2 separate regions of the Macaca mulatta genome follow, and region 1 is linked to region 2. A link is a contact called in public Hi-C data. All regions are on one chromosome and are shown on one strand. The core of a region is the stretch at or near the end of the contact, and the rest is flanking DNA. Distances in the headings are between cores, read along the strand shown.

Region 1 (5,655 bases), core at 2,582-5,081, 150 kb after region 2:
TATTTTGAGGGCAGTTGAGCTCATGGAAGTACTCGTCAGTTTGCCTCTCTGAGCACATTCTCCTTCTCCCATCACCACAACCAAAATGGATGATTTCCATATCCTCTAGTATCTAGTCACATTCAGATTTTTTCAGTTGTTCCCCAAATAGTTTTTTTTTTTTTTTTTTTTTTTGAGACGGAGTCTCGCTCTGTCGCCCAGGCTGGAGTGCAGTGGCCGGATCTCAGCTCACTGCAAGCTCCACCTCCCGGGTTTACGCCATTCTCCTGCCTCAGCCTCCCGAGTAGCTGGGACTTCAGGCGCCAGCCACCTCGCCCGGCTAGTTTTTTGTATTTTTTAGTAGAGACGGGGTTTCACCGTGTTAGCCAGGATGGTCTCGATCTCCTGACCTTGTGATCCGCCCATCTCGGCCTCCCAAAGTGCTGGGATTACAGGCTTGAGCCACTGCGCCCGGCCCAAATAGTTTTTTTAATGCCTTTTTTTTTTTTTTTTTTTTTCCTATTCCAGAGGTCTTTTTTCTTTTCTTTTTTTTTTTTTTAACACCTATGATGCCATGAATTCATAGGGAAGAGTTTCCAGCAGCTCAGGCTCCTTCCCATTGGTTCTCACAAAGGACGCTTCTCTGGGTGGAGCAGGCTGGCGCTTCAGTTGAATCCGGGTACCTTTCTCTTTGGCTTCCTTCTTTTAATGATCACTTTCCTTCACGCGTTTCAGGAAGCCATCTCGGCTCTTAGAGTCCTTCATGTGCTCGTTACACATATTTATTCTCTTGGCAAGAATCTTGCCCTTAACTTATTTGTTTACAACAATGCCAGCAGCATGCTGGGGAACATTGTAGACTCTTTCAGTTGAGCCATGGTAACACTTGGGGGCCATTCCTTTTTGAACAGTTCCCATTCCCTTAATGTCTACAATATCACCCTTCTTATTGATTCACATACACGTGGCCAAAGGAACAACTGCATGTTTTCTAAATGGCTTAGAGAACACGTATCAGGTACCTCTCCTCTTTCCCTTTGTGTTTGTCATTTTGGCCAGTTACTGGAAGATGGCGGTTCCAGCTGAAAAGCTTTTATGCCTGTTTTTATTGTGTGTTGCATGTGGTTGTTATTTTGGAGTCTTAAAATGTAGAACAGGACCAGGTCAGGCATGGTGGCTCATGCCTGTAATCCCAAAACTTTGGGAAGCCAAAATGGACAGATCACTTAAGGTCAGGAGTTTTGAGACTAGTCTGGGCAACATGCCAAAACCCCTTCTCTACTAAAAAAAATATATAGAAATTAGCTGGGCGTGGTGGCTCACGCCTGTAATCTCAGCACTTTGGGAGGCCGGGGCAGGCAGATCACTTGAGGTCGGGATTTCGAGACCAGCCTGACCAACATGGAGAAACCCCGTCTCTACTGAAAATACAAAAATTAGCCAGCCGTGGTGGCGCATGCCTGTAATCTCAGCTGCTCGGGAGGCAGAGGCAGGAGACTCGCTTGAACCCAGGAGGCGGAGGTTGCAGTGAGCCGAGATTGGGCCACTGCACTCCAGCCTGGGCAACAAGAGCAAAACTACCTCAAACAAAAAAAAAAAAAAAAAAAAAAAAGAAAGAAAGAAAAAGAAATTAGCCAGGCATGGTGGCACGCGCCTGTAGTCCCAGCTACTTATGAGACTGAGGCAGGAGAATCACTTGAACCCAGGAGGTGGAGATTGCAGTGAGCCAAGATCATACCATTGCACTCCAGCCTGGGAGAAAGAGTGAGACTCCCCGTTTCAAAAAAATAAAACAGGACCAGAGTGGTGGTGAGATGGGAGTGAGTCCAGTCGGATTCTGAAGGTGCTGTGAAGGCACAGTTGACAGGATTTGCTAAAGCACTGGATGTGGGGAATAAGAAAGGAGTCAGTGGTTTCAAGGTCTGGCCCAAGCACCTGGAAGGATGGAGCTGCTTTAACTGAAAGAAGGGTTGGCAGTTAGAGGAAGAGATGGGGCTTGGGGGGGTCAGATGCCCATTCTGAACTCAGTAGGTGATGGTGTTAAGATACCCAGCAGTTCAGGGGAGTCAGCAGCAGCGTCACACCCATCCCCCATGCAACATCACCTCTAGCTTGGTCTGAATGGCAGTGGGATGTCAGAACTAATTAACCTTAGTATCACTGTAGTTGGCATTCAACCCCCACACTGCTAAATTTGACTGCCTTTTTTAAAAATGAAAAAAGTATATGTTTCTTGAGACAACCTGGCACTCCAGGCTAGAATGCAGTGGCGTGATCTTGGCTCACTGCAACCTCTGCCTCCCGGGTTCAAGTGATCCTCTCTTCTCAGTCTCCTGAGTAGTGGGATTACAGGGGCCGGCCACCATGCTGGGCTAATTTAATTTTTTGTGTGTGTGGAGGCAGGGTTTCACTATGTTGCCCAGGCTGGTTTCCAACTCTAGGGCTCAAGTGATCCTCCCACCTTGGCCTCCCAAAGTGCTGGGATTACAGGCGTGAGCCACTGTGCCCGGCCAAAAAAATTTTTTTAAATCACCTCATGGCAGAAGTTAGGGGAAGAAAGTTTAGTTCTGTTTCAAATACAACAGTTCTTACTGTTTCTAATATATATATATTAGCAGCCACGTTTTCAAATTGTAATTTAAGACTCAAGTTCTCCCTTCTCGACCAACAGGGTGGCCCTGGAAGGGGCTCTGGGTCCTTAACGAGCCTGTAATTTTCCAGTGCAGGAACTGGGGTGTGGTGGTCCCAAGCCTCAGACCATGACCTCTCCTTTCTCCTGCCCCTAGTGAGTTATTATAAAGGCCACATCTTGTGTTAAATATCGTAGTGTGGGCCGGGCACAGTGGCTCATGCCTGCAATCCCAGCACTATGGGAGGCAGAGGTGGGTGGATCACCTGAGGTCAGGAGTTCCAGACCAGCCTGGCCAATATGGTGAAACCCCGTCTCTACTAAAAATACAAAAATTAGGCCGGGCGCGGTGGCTCACGCCTGTAATCCCAGCACTTTGGGATGCCGAGGCGGGCGGATCACGAGGTCAGGAGATCGAGACCATCCTGACTAACACGGTAAAACTCCGTCTCTACTAAAAAATACAAAAAATTACCCGGGCGTGGTGGCGGGCGCCTGCTACTCGGGAGGCGGAGGCAGGAGAATGGCGTGAACCCGGGAGGCGGAGGTTGCAGTGAGCCTAGATCTCGCCACTTCACTCCAGCCTGGGCAATAGAGCGAGACTCCTTTCCCGGGGCGGAGGGAAGATCGTAGTGTGTAAGTCTATTTTTCAGAGCAAAAGTCACTGCGCAGGGGCTCTTCCTTGAACACGCCGGCTCCCTCCCGCCCAACACTTCTCCCTTTTCCCCTGGGGCTTTCTTTGGCGCTGCCCTCACCTGACAGTCACACGCTTGCCAGGTTTATCAGCCACCTCTACGGCAGACACTAGCCAAGAGCACATCTGTGTGTGTGACACACTGCTTGTGTCCCCTAGGACTGAACCTAGGGCCTGCCACGTGCCAGGCGCTCAGTCTGCGTCCGCCTGAGACCGGAGGCCCCCCACTCCAAAGGACTGAATGAATGTACTGCTGGTCATTCACTCATTTCGCCCCTACTCAGGAGGGCCTGCTGCGCCGGGTGTAGGGGTGAGGGGAGCGCAGGGACACGTGCGGGACCCGGGTGATGGAGGCGCTGAGGCCCGGCCTCGGGGTCCCCGGCTGCACCCACTCCCGGCGGAGATTGGCTGCCCTCGGCCCACAATACTGTGCTCTCCGCCCCGCGCGCCGCTTCCGGCGGAGTCAGGCCTGACTAATCGAGCGCTCGGGCTGGCGGCTCGGCGCTCGTCTGGCGGCGCCTGCCCGTGTGGTGGTTTCCGGCGGACGTGGTGAGAGTCGCACGCGCAGCCGGGAAGGTGTGAGTTGTGAACGGCTCGGGTCTCCGCCATGGCCTCTCTACTTGCCAAGGACGCCTACCTGCAGAGCCTGGCCAAGAAGATCTGCTCCCATTCGGGCCCGGAGCAGCAGGCGCGCACGCGGGGTAACGCACATGGCCGGGCTGGGACTGAGGGGCCTGCGAAACGGGGAGGCGGCCGGAGCCGGTGTAGACGAGTCCGTAAAGTACTGGAAAAAAAAATCTAAGTGACTTGTGAAATTACCGCCGTTTCCCTTGCTTTTTTTTTTTTTTTTTGGAGACAGAGTCTCGCTCTGTCCCCCAGGCTGGAGTGCAGTGATGAGATCTCGCCTCACTGCAAGCTCCGCCTCCCGGATTCAAGAGATTCTCCTGTCTCAGCCTCCAGAGTAGCCGGGATTACAGGCGCGCGTCACCACGCCCAGCTAATTTTTGTATTTTTAGTAGAGAGGGGGTTTAGTAGAGACAGGAGTAACGGTCAGTCAGTGGGAAAAGACCCTTTCAGTCCCTTCATTACGGACATGGTGCGGTGTGGGGAGGAGGAGGATGGCAGAGGGCTCCTGCCCTTAGGGTTCTCATGGCCTGGTGACCAGGCTGCACAAGGGAAGTAGACAATCGGGCGGGGAAGCCGACAGCGGGGACTTGTCAGTGCTGTCTGGGCCCAGGAGGAGAGGAGAGCAGCAGCGTCTCTGGACCCACCAGAGGTTAAACAGGGTTTCCTTTTTATTCAAGGACGGTATATCGGTGATAGCAAATCCAAAATCTTGTGACTTTTCTCATTACTCAGTATGTCTTCCGTCTGTCTTTCTCATCCTTTTTCAAGTTTTTTTTTTGTTTCCATTTATTAAAACAATTCAGCTCCTACTTTACATACTGATTTCTCCCATTTAAAAAGTAAACATTGTCCTGGCATGGGGCCTCACGCCTGTAATCCCAGAACTTTGGGAGGCCGAGGCAGGCGGATCACAAGGTCAGGAGATCGAGACCATCCTGGCCAACATGGTGAAACCCCGTCTCTACTAAAAATACAAAAATTAGCCGGGCACAGTGGTGGACGCCTGTAATCCCAGCTACTCAGGAGGCTGAGGCAAGAGAATCGCTTGAACCCGGGAGGTGGAGTTTGCAGTGAGGAGAGATCATGCCATTGCACTCCAGCCTGGGCAACACAGCGAGACTCTGTCTCAAAAAAAAAAAAAAAAAAAAAAAGTAAACCTTACCCCCAGCAGCTAAAATGAAAGCCCTTGTCATTGTGTTTGATGGCAACATGGTAGCTTATTGTGAAGCAGGGTCAGAAATTGTTAGTAGAGGTGGATATTCAGGTTTTTCTAATTTTTCACTCAAATAATATGATGAACGTCCTTGAAGCCTGGTCTTTGTGCATGATGGATGCTCACAAGCAGAACTACTTGGTCAAGGTTATGGTTCTGAGCTCTAGGATCAGTGTGTCTCTGCCTCCCAATCCTGATCCTCTTTCTGCATCCTCCTAGGATCAAAGCCTTGGTGAGCCTTTCCTGCCTATTGAATGGGCCATGAGATTGGCAAGGCAACTCTTTCTTTCTTTTTTTTTTTTTGGGACGGAGTCCTTTTCTGTTGCCCAGGCTGGAGTGCAGTGGAGTGATCTCAGTTCACTGCAACCTCCACATCCCAGGTTCAAGCTATTCTCCTGCCTTAGCCTCCTGAGAGGCTGAGATTACGAGCGCCTGCCACTACGCCTGGCTAATTTTTTGTATTTTTAGTAGAGACGGGGTTTCACCATGTTAGCCAGGCTCCTCTCGAACTCC
Region 2 (5,458 bases), core at 1,146-3,645:
GATTCATTTTACTGTATATAAATTGTAGCTTTAACAAAGTTGACTTTTCTTGTATTTTCTTTTTTCTTTTTTTTTTTTTTTTTTGAGACGGAGTCTCACGCTGTTGCCCAGGCTGGAGTGCAGTGGCGCGATCTCAGCTCACTGCAAGCTCCGCCTCCCGGGTTCCCGCCATTCTCCTGCCTCAGCCTCCTGAGTAGCTGGGACTACAGGCGCCCGCCACCGCGCCCGGCTAATTTTTTGTATTTTTAGTAGAGACGGGGTTTCACTGTGGTCTCGATCTCCTGACCTTGTGATCCGCCCGCCTCGGCCTCCCAAAGTGCTGGGATTACAGACGTGAGCCACCGCGCCCGGCTATTTTTTCAAGAAGGCTCTCTCTCTCACTCCAGCACAAAACAGACTGGACTGCTTTGGTGTGATCACAGCTCACTGCAGTCTCAAACTCCTGGGCTGAAGCAATCTTCCCACCTCTGCCTTCCGAGTAGCTGGGACCACAGGCACTCGCCATCACACCTGGATAATTTGTGTTAGTTTTTTGTAGAGACAGGGTCTCACTTTGTTGCCCAGGCTGGTATCAGACTCCTGGCCTCAAGCAGTCCTCCTACCTTGGCCTCCTAAATGCTGGGACAGGCACACACCACTGTGCCTGGCCTAAAGTTGAGTTTAAAAGAAAAAAATACATTAAAAAAAAAGAGAAGGCCAACTGCAGTGGCTCACGCCTGTAATCCCAGAACTTTCTGAGGCTGAAGCAGGAGGATCACGAGGTCTGTAGCTTGAGACCAACCTGGCCAACATGGTGAAACCCCGTCTCCACTAAAAATACAAAAATTAGCTAAGCGTGGTGGCACATGCCTGTAATCCCAGCTACTTGGGAGGCTGAGGCAGGATGATCACTTGAACCCAGGAGGCGGAGGTTGCAGTAAGCTGAGATTGCACCACTGCACTCCAGCCTGGGCAACAGACCGAGACTCCGTCTCAAAAAAAATACATAGATATGTTTATATGTAAAAATGCATACATATATGCTTATATGTAAAAACACATACATATATATGCATACATGTAAAACACATACATATATGCATGTATTTAAACACATACATGTAGGCATGTATGTAAAACAAACATGTATGCATGCGTGTGAAACGCGTGTGTGCATGCGTGTGAAAACACATGCGTGTGTGCATCCGTGTAAAAATGCGTGCGTGTGTGCATGCGTGTAAAAATACATGCATATATGCGTGCATGTAAAAATACATATATGTGTATATATGGCCATGAGGACTGTGCAGCCTGATCACTATACCGGGTGTGCCTGAGTCCAAAGCCTATGATCTTGACGGCAAGAAAACGATGATGTAAAGGGGCTACAGGATTTAATGAGGGCCCAAATACGCAAAATAGGCACATGGAGAAAAGACTGGAAGAAAAGAGGCTAAAATGCCTTCAAGATCAGGCTGACGGGAGATGGATGTGATTCTCTTTATTGTTCTATTATGTTTTTATTTCAATCATAATAAGGGGAATTCTAACTTTTAAAAATGCTTTACTACGTTAATAGCTAAACATGGGAAATGACCCAAATACTCAGCAACAAAGGATCCGTTTAAAAGCGTGTGTGGCACGTCCATCCAGCAGAGCAGGGCGTGATTTCGTCCTCTTCCCGAAAAGGCCCAAAGAGAGAGGTGGAACTGCTGTGGGATTTTTTGAGGACGGGCTTCCCGGGAATTTTCCATTTCTGCTTTTCTTATTTTTCAATGTTATCTTACTACCTGGGTGACGTGTCACGAGTTCAGGTTATTTCTACCATCAGAGCCTGGGGTGGAGGATACAGACCTCGCCCACTGCAGCTGCCCACAGCGCCCCGCCCGGCCCCTCCTGCCTCCTTCGTCCCGCACATCCGCTGCTGCCCTGACACACCGCGATTCCCTGGTGCCAGGGAGAGCCAGGGCAGAGGTGGCCCTGAGACGCCACGCAACAGGGAGAGCTAGAGCATAAGGCGGAGCGAGGTGCGCATTCGCTGTGACCTGGCGAGCGGCTTCACCTCTCTGGGCCTCGGTTTCCACCCCGCGGGAGCGGGTACGACGGGGCCTGCGCGCATTGCCGCAGTCACGCCTGCAAGACCCGGGCCGGGTGAGCAGCTCCCGGCGCTCCGCGAGGACCCCGGACTATCTGGCAGGGGCTCCGCCCTGGGACCCCCATCCTGTCTCGGGGGCGGGACCTTTGGGTGCGCACGCGGTGCGGGCCGCGCCCTGGGAAGCCGGGTCCGCATCCGAGCATCAGGACAGCGTGCGGCCGCCTCATTGGCCGGCGCGGCTCTGCAGGGCCATCCCGCAGCCAATCGCGACTGAGGGGCGGGGCCTGGCCGGTGGAGCTGCGGGCCCGGTGCGGCTGCTCCAGTCTGAGCGCCCTCCGCTCGCCCGGAGAGAGACCCGGCCATGCAGGAGCCGCTGCTGGGAGCCGAGGGCCCGGACTACGACACCTTCCCCGAGAAGCCGCCCCCGTCGCCAGGGGACAGGGCGCGGGTCGGGTGAGAGTCGCTGGGTTGGGGACTGGGGGTGGGGCCTGGGGGTGGCTCTGGTTCCCTGCCGCCGGCGGCGCGCTCCCACCCTGGGCCTCCCCTGACCTAGTCGCCACCGAGGGGCCATCTGGCTCCCTCCTGTCCCGGACAAGCTACTCCTATTTAAGGAACCGGTGCCTCTAAGGGAAGGAACGATCCACGGGAGTACCGGGCCCAGCCCCCTACTGCCACAGACAGGAAGACTGAGGCCCCAACGAGCAAGGGGTCTGCCTGAGGTCACACAGCAAGCCTCCAGCCGCAGACCTGGGGGCAGAACCAGAGCCTCCTCTTCCGGAGAAAAGGCCCCAGTACCAGAGGCTCAGCCACGGCGATGAGCTAACAATGGCCTGGGAATTTCCCAGGGGAGCTGGGGCTCAGGCCCTGGGAACCTGAATGGCCTTGGACCCAGGCCTCCCCAGCACTGCCCGCTGAGCTGGGCAGCCACTGGGTTCAGAAAAGGCAATGGTTCCTGGAGGAGGGACTCAGAGACCCTGGTCCTTTTGTCCGCCACCATCACCAGGGCCCTGCAGAACAAAAGGGTGTTCCTGGCCACCTTCGCCGCAGTGCTCGGCAATTTCAGCTTTGGGTATGCTCTGGTCTACACATCCCCTGTCATCCCAGCCCTGGAGCACTCCTTGGATCCCGACCTGCATCTGACCAAATCCCAGGCATCCTGGTTCGGGGTAAGGACCATCCTCGGAGGAGGGTGGGTGCAGGGAGCAGGGACCTGCTGAGCCTTGTCCCCAGCTAGGGACCTCCCAAATTCTCCACCTTGGGAGCCCCTCCAGGGCTCCCCCCGCCCCCAGCCATCTAGGCCACTGGTGGGTGGGGTAAAGCTACAGGATTCCTCTGAAATGAGGAACTGAAAGCCAGTGGAGAGGGTGAAGGAAGGAGCAGGTGGGGAGGTGGCTGTCAGGGTCTACACTAGGTAGGGTTGAGGCTTCCCCAGGTCCCCACACCCACAGTTGGCTGGATGGGGGCAAGGGTATCAGGTGTCAGTGGGGAGAGGCACTGGCTGGGGCAAGGAGGGTCTGCAGGATAGATTGTGGGCTGATGGAGAGGAAGATCCCAAAGTCCCAGAGTCTAGAATTACAATCTTAATAGCCTCAGATGTAGTTACAACATAGTAGTTAAGATAAGATTTACTGAGCACTTCCTATGTGCCAGGCACGTGTTGGGCACTGAACGTTCATTGACTCCCAGGGCCAACCCCACGAGGTAGAACTCTCCCTGTAAGACAGCCCAAGAAACTGAGGCTCAGACAGGCTGGGCAATGTGCCCAGGTCCCACTACCAGTTAGCAGAGTCCAGAGGGGGTCCCAGTTGCTGCTGTACAGGGAACTTAAGAACCTCCAAATCTTAAAGCCCAGGGCCTTCAAGTCACAGAATTCTCCTGTATTAAAATATTAGACATTTAAACATCAGGCTGGACAGAACCACTGTGTACATGTGGCAGTGCCTCTTCCTTAGAGCAGAACTCCCTGTTTGAGCATCCCTAACAAATGGCTGTCCCTTGAAGACAGGAGGCTCCCTGCTTCAAGTGCTTGACTTGGTCAAGTGCTTGACCAGCTCCTGGGGTCGGCCTAGAGAAGAAGCTGTCCCTGGACTCTGATGAGAGTGGGGTGCGCAGTGCCCAGACATATCTGCCCTGCACCCCCTTCCCCTGCAGTCCGTGTTCACCTTGGGAGCAGCAGCCGGAGGCCTGAGTGCCATGATCCTCAACGACCTCCTGGGCCGGAAGCTGAGCATCATGTTCTCAGCTGTGCCGTCGGCGGCCGGCTATGCGCTCATGGCGGGTGCGCACGGCCTCTGGATGCTGCTGCTCGGAAGGACGCTGACGGGCTTCGCCGGGGGGCTCACAGCCGCCTGCATCCCGGTAAGGCCAGGCCTTCCCACCCAGGGGCCCCAGTGCCTCTGTATTGGTGCTGAGCCTCCATCTGACTAAGGCCTCCCGGCCTCCATGCCTTCTGGGCAATGAGAATTGTTTGCCTTCCCTGCAGATGCCCTCAGCTCACCCCCAGCAGGGCAGCTAATTTGGGGGAAATTGTCTCCAGGTCCCCGGCTGCCCCCACTCTGGACTTTCCAAGCCTTCTACCCCATTTCTTGACTGGTCAGATGTATTACTCAATTGGAGAAAATCCGCATTGAGCAATGGGTAGGAGAGGGAAGTCCCTGCCCGACACCCGCCCTGGGACCTTCTTATTTTATCCGGTACTCCACACGGGGCCTGGTGAGCCCAGCAGAGGAGACAGAACTCACTGGGAGGCACGGACTCACCTGCTCAGCCCTGGAGCCTGGGAGCCCTCGGGCCTCCTTCCCAGCATCATGCTGCTCATTTCCGAGCTAAGTCCTTCCACCCACCTCACAGTTAGGGAAACTGAGGACAGAGGGAGATCAGGCAGGCCGCCCAAGGTCCTGCAGTGAGTCATGACCAGGACACAGCCCCACCAGAAAGCCTCCACTTCCCACTTTCCGGGGTTCACAGGGGCCGCCCCCCCCCATCTTGGCCGGGCCTAGGAACCCGCATTCTCAGCAAAAGCTGGTGCGGCGGCTGTGTCTTGCAGGTGTACGTGTCTGAGATTGCTCCCCCAGGCGTTCGTGGGGCTCTGGGGGCCACACCCCAGCTCATGGCAGTGTTCGGATCCCTGTCTCTCTACGCCCTTGGCAAGTATGGCCCTGCACTCCTGTGTGCAGGCTGGCGGGAGGGGTGGGTGCCGCCAAAGTAGACGTGGGTGGAAAGGGAATGATTTGCCCCAGAACAGATCCTGGGCTGAGAGGCAAGAGATCTGGCATCCCGGCCCCACTCAGCCAGCACCTTGCTGTGCACCTCCAGGCAGGGCCTGCCCCTCTAGCCACAGGCCCAGTCCCTAGCTGGGGCAGCCAGGGCTTCTGCTGGACCCAC

What was found. Hi-C and Micro-C count contacts between places; a contact is called where the count stands out from the background.
Region 1: a contact with region 2 is called in a Hi-C map of CD4 T cells, with 3 times the contacts expected there. The contact joins the promoter of SURF6 here to the promoter of SLC2A6 in region 2. A contact is called at or near these places in 3 of 14 Hi-C or Micro-C datasets (CD4 T cells, fetal cortex germinal zone and liver).

The regions. Positions count from the first base shown.
Region 1 is chr15:9,187,069-9,192,723 of T2T-MMU8v2.0, forward strand. It overlaps SURF6 (surfeit 6), which reads left to right and starts at 3,832. Exons shown (of 5, transcript NM_001194177.2): 1 at 3,832-4,003. The coding sequence starts at 3,910. It overlaps LOC144334990 (a long non-coding RNA gene), which reads left to right. Exons shown (of 3, transcript XR_013405335.1): 1 at 1-283; 2 at 1,646-2,383; 3 at 2,860-2,999. LOC144334989 (a long non-coding RNA gene) reads right to left here and starts at 1,602. Exons shown (of 2, transcript XR_013405334.1): 1 at 1,532-1,602.
Region 2 is chr15:9,040,776-9,046,233 of T2T-MMU8v2.0, forward strand. SLC2A6 (solute carrier family 2 member 6) reads left to right here and starts at 2,396. Exons shown (of 11, transcript XR_013405324.1): 1 at 2,396-2,527; 2 at 3,078-3,240; 3 at 4,226-4,432; 4 at 5,121-5,220.